Linked DNA regions of Mus musculus: region 2 is linked to region 1. Evidence: chromatin contacts called from public promoter capture Hi-C data. All regions are on one chromosome and are shown on one strand. Each heading gives the region's core, a stretch centred on a gene start, on an enhancer-like site or on the middle of the called end of the contact. The rest is flanking DNA. Distances are from core to core; before and after follow the strand shown. Region 1 holds the start of Inpp5k (inositol polyphosphate 5-phosphatase K). Region 2 holds the start of Abhd15 (abhydrolase domain containing 15).

Evidence for each region. Capture Hi-C pulls out chosen DNA fragments and counts their contacts.
Region 2: a contact with region 1 is called in a promoter capture Hi-C map of liver, with 6 times the contacts expected there. The contact joins the promoter of Abhd15 here to the promoter of Inpp5k in region 1. A contact is called at or near these places in 2 of 39 promoter capture datasets (liver and pre-B cells) and 2 of 9 other capture datasets (adipose tissue and liver).

The regions. Positions count from the first base shown.
Region 1 is chr11:75,628,587-75,634,522 of GRCm38.p6, reverse strand. Inpp5k (inositol polyphosphate 5-phosphatase K) reads right to left here and starts at 3,503. Exons shown (of 12, transcript NM_008916.2): 1 at 3,326-3,503; 2 at 1,347-1,454; 3 at 952-1,060. The coding sequence starts at 3,423. Pitpna (phosphatidylinositol transfer protein, alpha) reads right to left here. Exons shown (of 12, transcript NM_008850.2): 12 at 5,719-5,936.
Region 2 is chr11:77,512,458-77,518,617 of GRCm38.p6, reverse strand. Abhd15 (abhydrolase domain containing 15) reads right to left here and starts at 3,501. Exons shown (of 2, transcript NM_026185.4): 1 at 2,566-3,501; 2 at 1-302. The coding sequence starts at 3,419. It overlaps Trp53i13 (transformation related protein 53 inducible protein 13), which reads left to right and starts at 5,345. Exons shown (of 7, transcript NM_001024920.1): 1 at 5,345-5,458; 2 at 5,653-5,721; 3 at 5,924-5,965. The coding sequence starts at 5,387.

The sequences.
Region 1 (5,936 bases), core at 2,254-4,753:
GAGAGCTAAGGCTTGCATTTCCCCTTCTCAGAACTACAAAGCTCTTGTTTCAGCACCACTAGGCAAACTAGGTAACTGAATTAAAACTGAAGAGTAAAACCCATCCTAGAAAGGGAGCAAGGAGAATTCTGGCATTTCCAAGACGCTGTTAACGAGGGACTCTGATTAGGAGTTGGTTCATTCATTGTAGGTACGGGGCAGAAATAAAAACCAGGGACCTAAAACCTCCCTGCCATTCTCCTATGATCTAACGAGTCCCCAAAGTGTACTGGTCCCTCAGACTAAGAACCACTTTGCACTACACCTGTCTTCCCCTTGCCCAACTTCTGAGCCCATCAGAACTTGATATTCATGCCCCCTGTGATATCAGCAGGTTAGCTCTGGGATTACCTGTCAGTCTTAGCAAACACTAGCATAGCAATAAAATATGATAACTGAGAACACAAGTCAGATTTGAAAGATTTAGATTCGGATCTTGGAGAGCCCATGTGATTTCTGAGCTTTGGGTTTATCTGTAAAGAATTTCTATCTTGAGAGTTAAGACTGTAAAATAACACACACCAAGAGCTTATTGATAATGCTTACTACCAAGTGAGCACTCAGTACATTGTAGCAAGTGCTACACTCAAGAGATTTCATGCTGGGCAGTAAGGAGAGACCAGAGGGTAGGCCAGGAATAAGACTGAGAAAACATCTAGGTGTGAAGCTAACCCCTGGACTCATCGCTCAGACTGAGACAGCATAAGGCAGGCAGGCGTTCCAGGCAGCCAAGTGTAGTGTGAGCTTTAAACCTTTTGATGAATGGAAAAGAACATGAAAAGCCAAGTGGAAGAAAGAGGAGTACATCAGACAAACACTTAGCTGCATGGGAGAAAGGGAAACGCATCAGACAAGCGACTCAAGTCAGCGCAGGTGAAACACATTCCTCCACTGCCCAGAAATTTAACTTACCTTGACAAAGTTCAGTGGGGAAAGCATATCCATGAAGAGACTGCTCCATGGGTCTTCAAAAGCAGCATCAGAAAGAAGGCTTATGATTCCAAAATTCATTTCCTGCAAACTGACCATTCCAAGGCAGAGGATCACCCCTGGCCTGGAGGATACTGACTCTCCCACAGCCATCATCAGACTCTCAGGCCTGCATTCTGAAGACCAAGAGGCCTCCCTTTCCTAGCTGTGTGGCTGTTGACCTCCAACCCATAACCATTGCTGACCCAGGACAAGAAACACAAGACTGGACCCAGGGAGGATGAAAGCTCCTCCCCTTCAGACTCTAACACAAGCGAGGACAGGTTACATCAGCCCTCTACAGGGATAGGGGGTGCAGGGGCCCTTCAGACACTTACCCAATGATATATATGTCCAGATTCAGGTCTTGGTTGTTCAGTTGAAGTAGGTCACTGAGGTCTACAGTGGGGGCTGCGGAGGCCACATTCCACGTCACAACATGTACGCTGTGGAAAGGATGTTAAGTCACAGGGGATGGAGGCTAAGATTTTTCCAGATAGCAGGCAAAGACCTAGGTATGTGCAAGGCTTCCGCTGCAGTGATCATGGGAAATGTGTCTGCATGTTTGTTTGTTTGGTGCTTTTGAGGCTGTGTCTCACTATGCAGCCCTGGCTGGCCTCAACTCCTTACGGAGATCAGCCTTCTTCTGCCTCCTAAATTCTGAGATTAACGTTGTTAATCTCACTATGCCCAGCTTGCTTCTGCATCGTGTGGTAGGAAAGAGGAAAAGGAGCAGTGGATTACCCAGCTTTCACCTTCCCTTTCATGCCTGGAAAGCAGGAATCTCTTCCCTCCCTCCAACTGGCTCTTCTAGGCAGGTTTACAGTCGCCCATAGCTGGCAGTACCTGGCACAGAGCTGCCAAAGGGAGCTCAAATGCCATTGGCCAGAAGGAAAGAATGATTGCGTTTGAGAGACAGGAACCTATTAGCCCCTCCAGCTACAGAAACCTCACTCATCCTCTGTGGCCCAGTCAGCAACTCTGCATGCTTACTCCTCAACCTATGGGTTCCCAAGAGCACCGAGAGGGAATTGGAGGTTGACTGAGCATGGCCATGTGCTTCAGAGCTACGAGAACAGAAACTCAGAAAGAGAGAGGCTGACAGCGTATTCCCTTCCCCTCTCCTACCTTGCAGATCCTTGGCACACAACAAATCCTGCCAAGGCCTTCACGTAGCCTAGGGACAAGTTTCTGAGTAACAGGTTTCTTATTATCTGTCTCACGAGTCTACTCTCTCTTGGGACAAGTCGCCAGTTGGTACATAACATTCCAACCTCCGCTCTCCACAAGTCTCAGTATCAGGAGAAATAATCAACAGCTCTTAAATACCACCACATCCATCACAAGTTCAGAAAAGCGAAGACTTAGGGAGACCTTCAGTGAGGGTGTTGCTATAGCAACACTCCAAGAAGCCCAGACTGTCTCCAGGACAGAGCAAGCAGGAGCTCAGACTCTACAGATGAAACCTGAGTTCCAAGAATACCGAGGCACTGAAGCACAAGATCCCGCAGAGCCACCCAAAAAGGGGAGGGGGGCATTTCCTTCTCCACCAGAGCCTGTTCTTAAAGTGTGACTTGTAAACAAAACAAAACAAAAAAATTCCTGGTTAGCTTCAAGCAGCTCCCTGCCTCTCCCTATGAATATAAACAAAATAATACAAAAACCTTCCTCTCAAGTCCTCTGAGAGACTGTCATTTTGTCTGTTTACAGTCTCCCCCTGCTGTCCGGCAGGTAACCGGTTTCTTTACTCAGTGGCTCCTTGTATTCCCACTCTAAGTGGATAAAAAATAAAACTCGGGATTTGGCATCCCAATCCTCAACTTTGATGATTAGTAACAAATCCATGCACCGCGAATTACGCTCAATTGGACGATTAGCAGTGTTCCTCGTGATTTAAGAGCGGGCATGAGACCAGGCTTTACCTCGCTAAAGGATCTTATCTAAATCTGATTTCGGATTTCTAGAGATCACAGCCCGATCAAGAAGACCCCATGATGTACTGCTGAAAAACAGGAACAAAACTTCTAATCTACAACTGTAGGGGCAAATGTTGGTCCTTAGCAATCTAACCCTGTCTGCTCCAAGAATCAACTGGACACTTGCTTGGGGAGCATCTGCAGTGACCAACTCGGCAGCCAAAGTTTAGAGCGTGCATCAATCCTAACATAGCCCTTTCAGTACTGGCCTGACAGAATTCGGGTATCTAAACTAGGGCAGCCTTGATCCTACTGTGGTTTTGAAATCCAGCCCCACAAATCAGACTGGGCTGAAGACAGCTAACCGCCAGGAACCGACCGGCCTACACCTGCGTCCTCACCTGAGTGCAAAGCCTTTCGGTGCGCTCGGCCTCCTTAGACTCACAGCCGACATTATTCCCTCGCGGTAACCCGGTGTGTTCCTGTCTCCGTGCTGCATCTAGTGCGAGCCGGAGCAGCCCTTGGTCTCCGGTCTCAGCAGCACTGCTCCCTCCGGATTGTTTTTCTTCCGGATTCGGACTGCGCTTCGGCTTCCGTAGGAGGTGGATCCAGAGTGTCTAGGGTTTTGGGGTGCGGTTGGAGGACAGAGGCGGGGCTTTACAGCAGAGCGAACCGCCCAGAGGCGGAGCTGAGCCAGGCTCAGAGAGGCGGGCTCTACATGTCATCCACTCCCGACGCCATACCGCCGGCCCGGACGCGGGAGTGGGCGGTGGCGGGGCCACCTAGGCTCCGCATTCCCAGCCTGCTTTGCGCAAGGGCGCGGGCGTGAGGAGCGTTGAGGGCGGAAGTTGCTGCGGCTCGAGGACTCGGGCTGCTTCGTGATCGTCCCGCAGCGTACGGTCTTCGCTGTCGCCTGCCCACCCTCAGAAACCGGGAGTGGACAGGATGGGGAGCCTCACTGTAGTCTGTTCGGCCTCTCTCGCCCACACTATAAGTAATTTCTCATGTTCCTTGGCGCCCTCATAGGGGTCAGAGAACACTTCCATTCATTTAAGTGACTTGGTGATCGTCATTTAAAAAAATTTTTTTTTCCATCTGAGACAGTCTTGCTAGTAAGTACTGGGGCTTGTTATACAGACCAAGTTGATTTTCCGACCTCAGCTGAGATTACACCACCACGCCCAACTTGAAACTAGTTTTGCTGAATACAAAGCAAAATAATTTAGGATCCCCGAGAGCTATCAGTGAATGAAAAACAAGCCGTTGCTATTTGGTGTATATTCATGGTGACTGTTTACTTTGCCAGACACTTCGATTTATTATTTCCTTTAGATCTCTGGGTCTTAATTTTTGAGGGGTAGGGGGGATAGTGCATGGGGTTGTTTTTACAGTTATGACTTCCCCCAGGGAAATGGGAGTGTTGTTTTAGCACACTGTAGTACCAGCTACCCAGTGATGCCTCAAGAACCCACAAAAGCTCCACTACCTGAAATACATGTTCTGGAACCCGGTGTAGTGATGTTATTTCCAAAACTCACCGAGATTGGTTACTCCAAGTTTGAGTCCAGTTTGGGCTACCTTAAAGTTTCAGGGCATTCGAACTGTGCTGTGATTCATTCTCAAAATGGAAGGGAAGGGGACAACTTCTACCAAGTCTAACTAACCACCTGAGCTTTACCCCTGGATGGAAGACAAGAATCACAGTTGTAGCCATAAACACAGTAATAAAGCTGAAAGTACTGGAGAGGGCTCACAAGTTAAGAGCACTTACAGACCACTGAAGTTGGGTTTGATTCCCTTCACCCACACGGTGGCCCATAATCATTCTAATTCCAGTTGCCCTTTCCCCTCTCTGGGTACTAAGCATGCCAGTGGTGCACATTAACCTCGTCCACTTGCAGTGAAATTAACAAACCTGGTCTAGTATTCTCATTAGGCCAAGCTAGCCTCAAACACAGAAAGATCCACCTGCCTTCCAAGGGCTGGGATTAAAACCCCGTGGCACCATGCCTTTAAACAAGCTTTTTATTTCTATTGTGCGTGTGTGCACGTGCACGCCAGCATGTGCACCAGAGTGCAGGTCTGGGAGACTTGAAGCATCAGGTTCCTCTGGAGCTGGAGTTCTAGGCAGTTGTAAACTGAGATGTCGGTGCTAGGAATTGAACTCGGCTCCTCTAAAAGAACAGTACATAACCGCCGAGCCATCTCTCCAGCCCCCAGAGTATGATTTTTTTCTTCTTTATTTCTGAAGCCCAGGCATGCTCTTCCTGGTGCTTTGGGTTTTTTCATTCTTTCTACCCAACCTTGTCACCATGTGACTGCTCAAAAGGGAGACTTCTTTCAGGCAGTTGCCAAGATTTACAGTTTGCTTGCCCTGTTGTTTTTCTCCTGAAACTAATAAAATATTTTAAGTCCATGACTTAAAATTAAGAATAAAAAATAAATGTATTGCTTAGTAGAGTAAAAGAGAGACAAAAGCAAAAATGGCTTACAGATGTGCACTGCTGCATAAGAAAACTGAATTGACATGGGACTAATTTTTTTTTTGTCTTTTGTTTTTTTGAGACAGGGTTTCTCTGTATAGCCCTGGCTGTCCTGGAACTCACTTTGTAGACCAAGCTGGCCTCGAACTCAGAAATCTGCCTGCCTCTGCCTCCCGAGTGCTGGGAGTAAAGGCGTGAGCCACCACGCCCGGCTGACATGGGACTATTTTAATTGACCTTTTTTTTAATGCCTGTTAGGTAAATACTACCACTGAGCTATACCATACCCCAGCCCGAATCCATACTGTAAGTGACTTTTTTGGACAAGGAATACTTTATTTACATAAAATGTCAGAAATACCACTGTATCTTCTCATAATCCTCTCCTGTAAATAAACTGGGGAGATATCAGTAGGAGCTTTAAGGACATCTAAGTTGAAAAATGGACATAGGAACATCACCAATAAGCTAGACTCCAAAAAACTCTGTCTAGGATTTTATTAGACTGCTTTTTTCCCCCCAATATACC
Region 2 (6,160 bases), core at 2,252-4,751, 1.9 Mb before region 1:
GGAAGCCACAGTGGCCTCCATGGTGACTGAGCAGCAGGAAGAAGTACGGGTTGCTGTGGAAGAGTTCCGCAGGCAGAGTGTGCTCTGGGGGTCCACACACCGGGTCATCAGCACTGCAGATGCACAGCACGGGTACCGCAGCCTCATCCACATCCCGGAGTGGGTCGTTGAGATCCCAGTAGGTATCCCAGCTGATGGGGCAACTCTTGGTGTGACAGAACAGGGTCTCCTCAAACTCTCGCAGGGAGCCACTCCTGAAGAGCTTGCCGGTGTCCACTGTGTCCTCCAGGGCGGAGGCATACCTGACCACAGGTGAATGAGAGACCAGGATGGAGAAATCAGAACGTTAGATGACAGGCAAAGTTACTGCGGAGGCGGTGCCCAGGCCAGAGTCTAGCCACAGAGACTTTGAGCTTTGAAATACAGAAAAGAGTCTTTGATCTCAGCTGTCAAGTGGCGGAGGCCCGATGGATCTCTGTGAGTTCCAGGCAATGACTATCAATGAGTCTCCGTCTCTCAGACACAGCCCCCACCACCACCACCACCACCACCCCCCCCCCGCGCGCACACACACACACACACACACACACACACAAAAAAGAGCAAACAACACAGCCCCTTTTAAAGACCTATTTCATGTGTGTAACACATGCTCATGCAAATCAGAAGCTTCCCTGGAACTGGAGCGACAAGATGGTTGTGAGCCACCAGGTGGGTACTGGGAGTTGAACCAGGGTCCTCTGCAAAAGCAAAGGTGTTCTTAACCTCTGAGCCATCTTTCTGGTTGCCCAAAGCCCTTTCATATTGTGGCCATTACTTAAGATCAGAAGATTTCTGATATAATGCAAAGGTTTGACTTCTCCATAGGGATGATCATTTCTTCTCTGTCACCCCTACCATTTATCCCAGGGATAACATTTGACTTTCAGCTATTGACCAGGGATAGCGCTCCCTGTAACCTCAACTTTTGACCCTTTGCAATGAACTCATGACCTGTCTCCTCTGAGGCTCATCCAGAGAGAACTCACTGTTTCAGACAATCCAGACTAGGGGCTGATACCTCTCCCTCTCCCACAATTTATCACTGTTTTAATCCATTCATTGCCTGTGTGTTTTTAGGTTGATGAACATGCCTGATGGTGTGACCTTGGTCCGGGACACCGACACCTAGCAAGTGCTTGGCAGCAGGGAAAACAACTGGGACTACAATCAGTCTAGTAGATGGTCTCCTAAATAGGGGCAAACTCCTGCACTGGGAAAAGGGACCTCTTAGCTCCCTGGGGAGGGCCTGAAAGGGTCACAAGGAGGCCGGAGTAGGCAGTTTGGTCCTTTAGGTAGATTAATCAACCCTGACAGTTGACCTTAGAATTGTGTGTGAGTTTCCAGCCCCAGATTTCCGCAGCAAGGGCAGCTCCTGAAGGCCCTGGTTTCATCTCCATTTACCTTGCCCAGCTTTCTGGCTTGAGGCTATGGGACGTGCTGAAGGTGATCATTTTGAAGTGAAAACCATGGCAGGCAGTTAAGCTAGACTAGAGTACTCTGTCCCTGGAGCAAACCTCTGAGTTGCCATGGCAGCACCTCTCGTTCAGCCTCAGGATTTGACCTTTGCAAAATAGGAGGAGGTAAAATAGCAAAGGAAAAAAAAAAAAAAAGAAAGAAAGAGTTCTGGTTGGCAAGTCAGGGTCCTGTGCTTTCATGTAATGGTCACAGCACCTGCAGAGGTGTTGTTATTAACTCTACTCAGCTGAAGGGGGAGCAAGCCTTAAAGGGGCTGGCTGATTCCCTGCAAATTCAGGATTTGACCCCAGCCAGGCCTGATCCCATATCCTGGGTTTTCCTATTTGTTGCCAGAATGCCTCTGACCTCATTTCTGCCATCTCTTAGGAAAGACTGGAAATGTCATTCAAGTAGTTTCTGTGGGACAGTCTTGCCTGGTGTTAAAACTGTTCTCCCTCTGGAGATCTGGGTTTTGTTTTTGTTTTTGTTTTTTATGTGTGCGGTGTCTGATGCCTGTAATTTTGGCACTTAGGAGGCAAAGGCTGAGGGTCTGGAGTTCAGGGACACACACCCTCAGCTGTGCAGCCAGAGTTGTATGAGACCTTGACTCAGAAAGAACAAACACAGGAATAAGTGTTGTGTACTCACCTAGAAATATGTAAAACATCTGTCAGATTGAAGGATTTAAAAAAACCAAAGACTGTACATCTCTCATTCCTGCCACCTCCTGGCTCAGAGCCTGAAGGTAAATATTCTGGACAGATAATCGGCCGCAATTGCTTCCAGAGCCCTGTTTGTTGACCTATCTAGCTATGGACTAAGTGGTAAATGCCAGGTGCAGGCCTCTGCTGACCACCGGTTGCTAGGACACCTGCGACTGAGATGAACTGATGGGGCCCTAACGGAGGCCCTGGGGCTAATATGGCTTTGAAACCCACTTTCCTGGCTCTATGTCAATTATAGGGTTTGAACAGCTTTGGAAACCTCGTGAGAACTTTGCCCCAACCTACCCACAAAGCTCTGTTCCCATACCAGGCAGAGCTGTAGACTTCTGTTCCCGTTACCCACCTGCTGAGAGAGATTTTCTGGTGCAGCAAGAACCCACGTTCATAGGGCCAAGGCAAGCCAGCCTCGAACCACTCGCGACAGCGTAGCACTGGCGAGATGCAGGCGGCGCCAGTCACATAGCTGGAGGAGCCACACTCCCCCAAGTAGGACAGCAGCAGCGCGGACCCTGAACCCTCGCTCACCGCGAACAGGGGGGCCGCCGGGTGTCGGAAGCGAATGTAAGTCACCGCCTCCTTGAGGTCGGACGGGTCCCCGAAAGGCTGTAGTCTGGGGCTGACTAGCGGGCAACCGTGGTGGCCGCGGCGATGGAAGATGACCGGGTAGTAGCCGCGCTCCAGGGCGAGCAGGCAGAGCCCCAGTACATTGCGAGTGAGGCGTCCCCATGCATTGGGGATTACCAACAGCACTGGAGGGAGGCTCCCAGGGTTGGTGACCCGGCGGCCCCTGGCACAAGGTCCTATGACCCAATCCAGAGCCACCAGCCCATCATCTGCCAGCTGCAGGTACTCACGGGCTAGCTCAGGCCCGGGCCCGACTGGCAGGATGAAGTGGCAGAAGGTTTGCAGGTGGGGTCCCGACAGCCAGGAGCGGGGGCTGGGTTCCAGCGCCGCCGAGCGTCGCAGAGCGCGCAGCAGGCACTGGGCCAGCGCCGACGGCTTGCAAATGAGGCTGCAGCCTCCGGGGAGCGCTTCGCGCCGGTCGCTGAACTGATCCGCGGGGCCTCCGCTCGCCACCTCCTGCTCCTCGTGGTCCCGGACTGAGGTTCGCGCTCCGACAGCGCGCTTCCAGGGTCGCAGGAGGAGCAAGGCGAGCGCCGCCAGTAGCAGCGCTAGAGCGGCCGCCCACGGAGGCATGGCCTGGCAGGACAGTCCCCGGAGGGAGGCACTGGGCTGCGGGGAGCGGAGCTGTCCTCTCGTCGGGCTCCTCGTTCTGTCCGCGCGGCTCCGCCCGGCCGCCCGTGGCTGTCAAGAGTCCTCCCAAGCAGGAGGGCGCGCGCGCTCCGGATTGGTCGTGGTCAGGAGGAGACAGCCAGTTCGGGTCGAGCTCCCCTCGCCCGCCCCCCCACTCCCGCCCCCAGCCCTTTGTACAGCGATTGCGACAAGCTGGAGCAGAGGGTGAAAGAGAGCCGGGCCACAAAGCGGGAGCGAGGACCTGAGGGCCAACCAGAGAGAGCGGAACAAGGAGTGCTAGGAAAGGATTGGGGAGGGGGTGAGGCTGGAGGCCTGGGTGAACGGGAGGTGCCTGCTTCTACCCTTGCCCTCAATGAAGTCTGGCTCCAGGGGAGACCCTGGGTCACTGCACCCTCAGGATCCGCTATTGAGGAGTAGCAAAAAAGCAAGAAGGGAGCAAAGCGCTGATCCCTCGCTGGCTTCACTTTCCCCACTCGCTGCTGCCTTTGCAGCTAGAGACGTGTTATCTCTCTCTCCTTCGCCTGGCCCTGCCGCCCAGCCAGGACCAGCAACTGGGCGATAACTCAGTAGGGCTGGGACTCTGCACCTGGCCAGAGGCAGACTGAAGCATCTGACCCTGACCACGAGTTTGAGGGAGGTGGCTGTCGTTTCTCTGGAGGGCATCCGGGCACTAGCCGGTAGACACTTGTGGCCTTCCCAGCCCACCCCCAAGGACGCTTTCCAAGAGTTAGGCGTCTCCACTACTTATCAAGAAGGACTGTAGGAAAGGAAAGAGGCTCGAGTCTGGCCGAATATGTTGAGGGAGAGGATTAAGGGATGCTTAGCCCCGCGGTGGGGCTTTGGTAGAGAGAAGTGTGGTTCTTTAGGTCAGATCAACATCTGGTCATTTCTGCAGGGGTGGGTGAAATAAGTCCGGGCACATGGGAGAGGCCTGAAATAACTATTTTTTGATGTATTTCAAACCTAAAAAGATTTGTTTAGGGGTGTGTGTATGTGTGTGTGTCTAGGTCAGAGGACAATCTGTGGGAATCAGGTCCCTCCTTCAATCACTTAGGTCCACAGATTAAACTCTGGTCGTCAGGCTGGCGGCCAGCACCGTTTCCCACTGAGCCATCTCGCAGGCCTGTTTCAAACTTTTGATTGGGCGTCAATCCTTAGCTGGATTTCCTTTGCAGCGCTCCCTTGCAAGGGAGGCCGAGCTGAGCACTGTAGCTCCTCGGACCAGTGTTTCCTTGGGCAAAGGAGAGCGGGAATCAAGAAAGCTCTGGCTTCTTAAGGCTTCTGGGCCTAAGACCCTCCCAAAACAGCTCGGGGCTCAGTTCTTATTATTAGCGAGAGCAGGACTGGAGCAACGTGAAGGTGAAGCGCTAGAGCCGGGACCTTCTCTCTGGGACAGCTAGGATTTCATAATTCCGTGTTGAGCGGGTTTGCCAAAAGAGCACACAAGTCTCCACCTGGGTCACCCGGTCCTTAAGGATCTCACTTCCTGCCCTTTGCGGGGTTCCAAGATTCTACTCAGGCGATACAGTTGCGCTCTGATGGTCGCACAAACGCTCCGGGACGCATCTCGGCCGAGGGAGGTGGTTCCATGGGCTTGGAGACCAGGAGATCCTTGGCGACTAACTTTTCCGGCTTTGGGTTCAGGACGCGTGCGCCGGCCTGGAGGCGGGCAGGGGCGGGCCTGGCGGTAGGCGGGGCGGGGCGGGGGCGGGCCTGGCGGTAGGCGAGGCGGGGCGGGGCGGGGGCGGGCCTGGCGGTAGGGGGGGCGGGGCACGAGGCCGGGCGAGGAGGGAGCAAGGCAGTGCGCGAGCCGCGGTCTACGTGGGCGCGCGAGCGGCGCGGGGTCGCGGGCGCGCGCGAGCGAGTGGCGCTGCAGCTAGTTGGTTGGCGGGACTGCTGGCCCAGCTGAAATGGTTCATCCTCCTCCACCTCCGCCCCGGTTGCTTCTGGTAGCCCTGGTGGGGCTCCTGAGCCTTCGCGAGGTAAGGCGACCGGCTCCGGGTAAGGTCTTGGCCGGGGGAATCTCAAAGCGCTTTGCTTCAACTTTGTCCTGGAAAGAGTGGCGCGCGCGAGGGGATTCGGAGGCCCCTCCATCCGTCCGCGCCTCTACTCCTAGAACCGAAAGGGCGGGGCCCTCGCAGAGGCCAACGCCCAGCTCTTCGCCTTGGACCCACAGGTGGTGGCTGAGCCGGCGGAGGAGGCAGGAACCCCTTGTCCTGAAGGCCTGTGGCCTGTGCCTCCACAGGTAGGAACCCTGTAGGGCCGAGGACGAGAAGGGTTTGAACGGCCTCGCTGCACCCTCGGTGGTCGCCCGATTGGGACATCTGTGGTTTCTCCTGCCCTCAGTCTCCAGCGTCTTCATCTCAGCCCAGGGCTTGGGGCTGGTTGTCCCCTTCTTCACACCCAACACGAAGTCCCCAGCTGCTCTCTTCTTTTCTCATGTGTAGGTGTTACCAAGAGTGACTTACACACAGGTGAGCCAAGGACAGGTAAGTACAACCAGTAGCCCATCTTGGGAGCCTTCCCTGGAGGCAGACTGTGCCTCGCAGGTTACCTCTATCTATCTTGGCTCTCAGTCCATTCCTTACCACTTTGTGTAGAAAGAGGTGAGGCTTCCACTTGCCAGTCCCAGGGCAGATGGGTAGTGTGGGGTCAGGGGTTCTGTTGAGTAGCTAGATGCATGG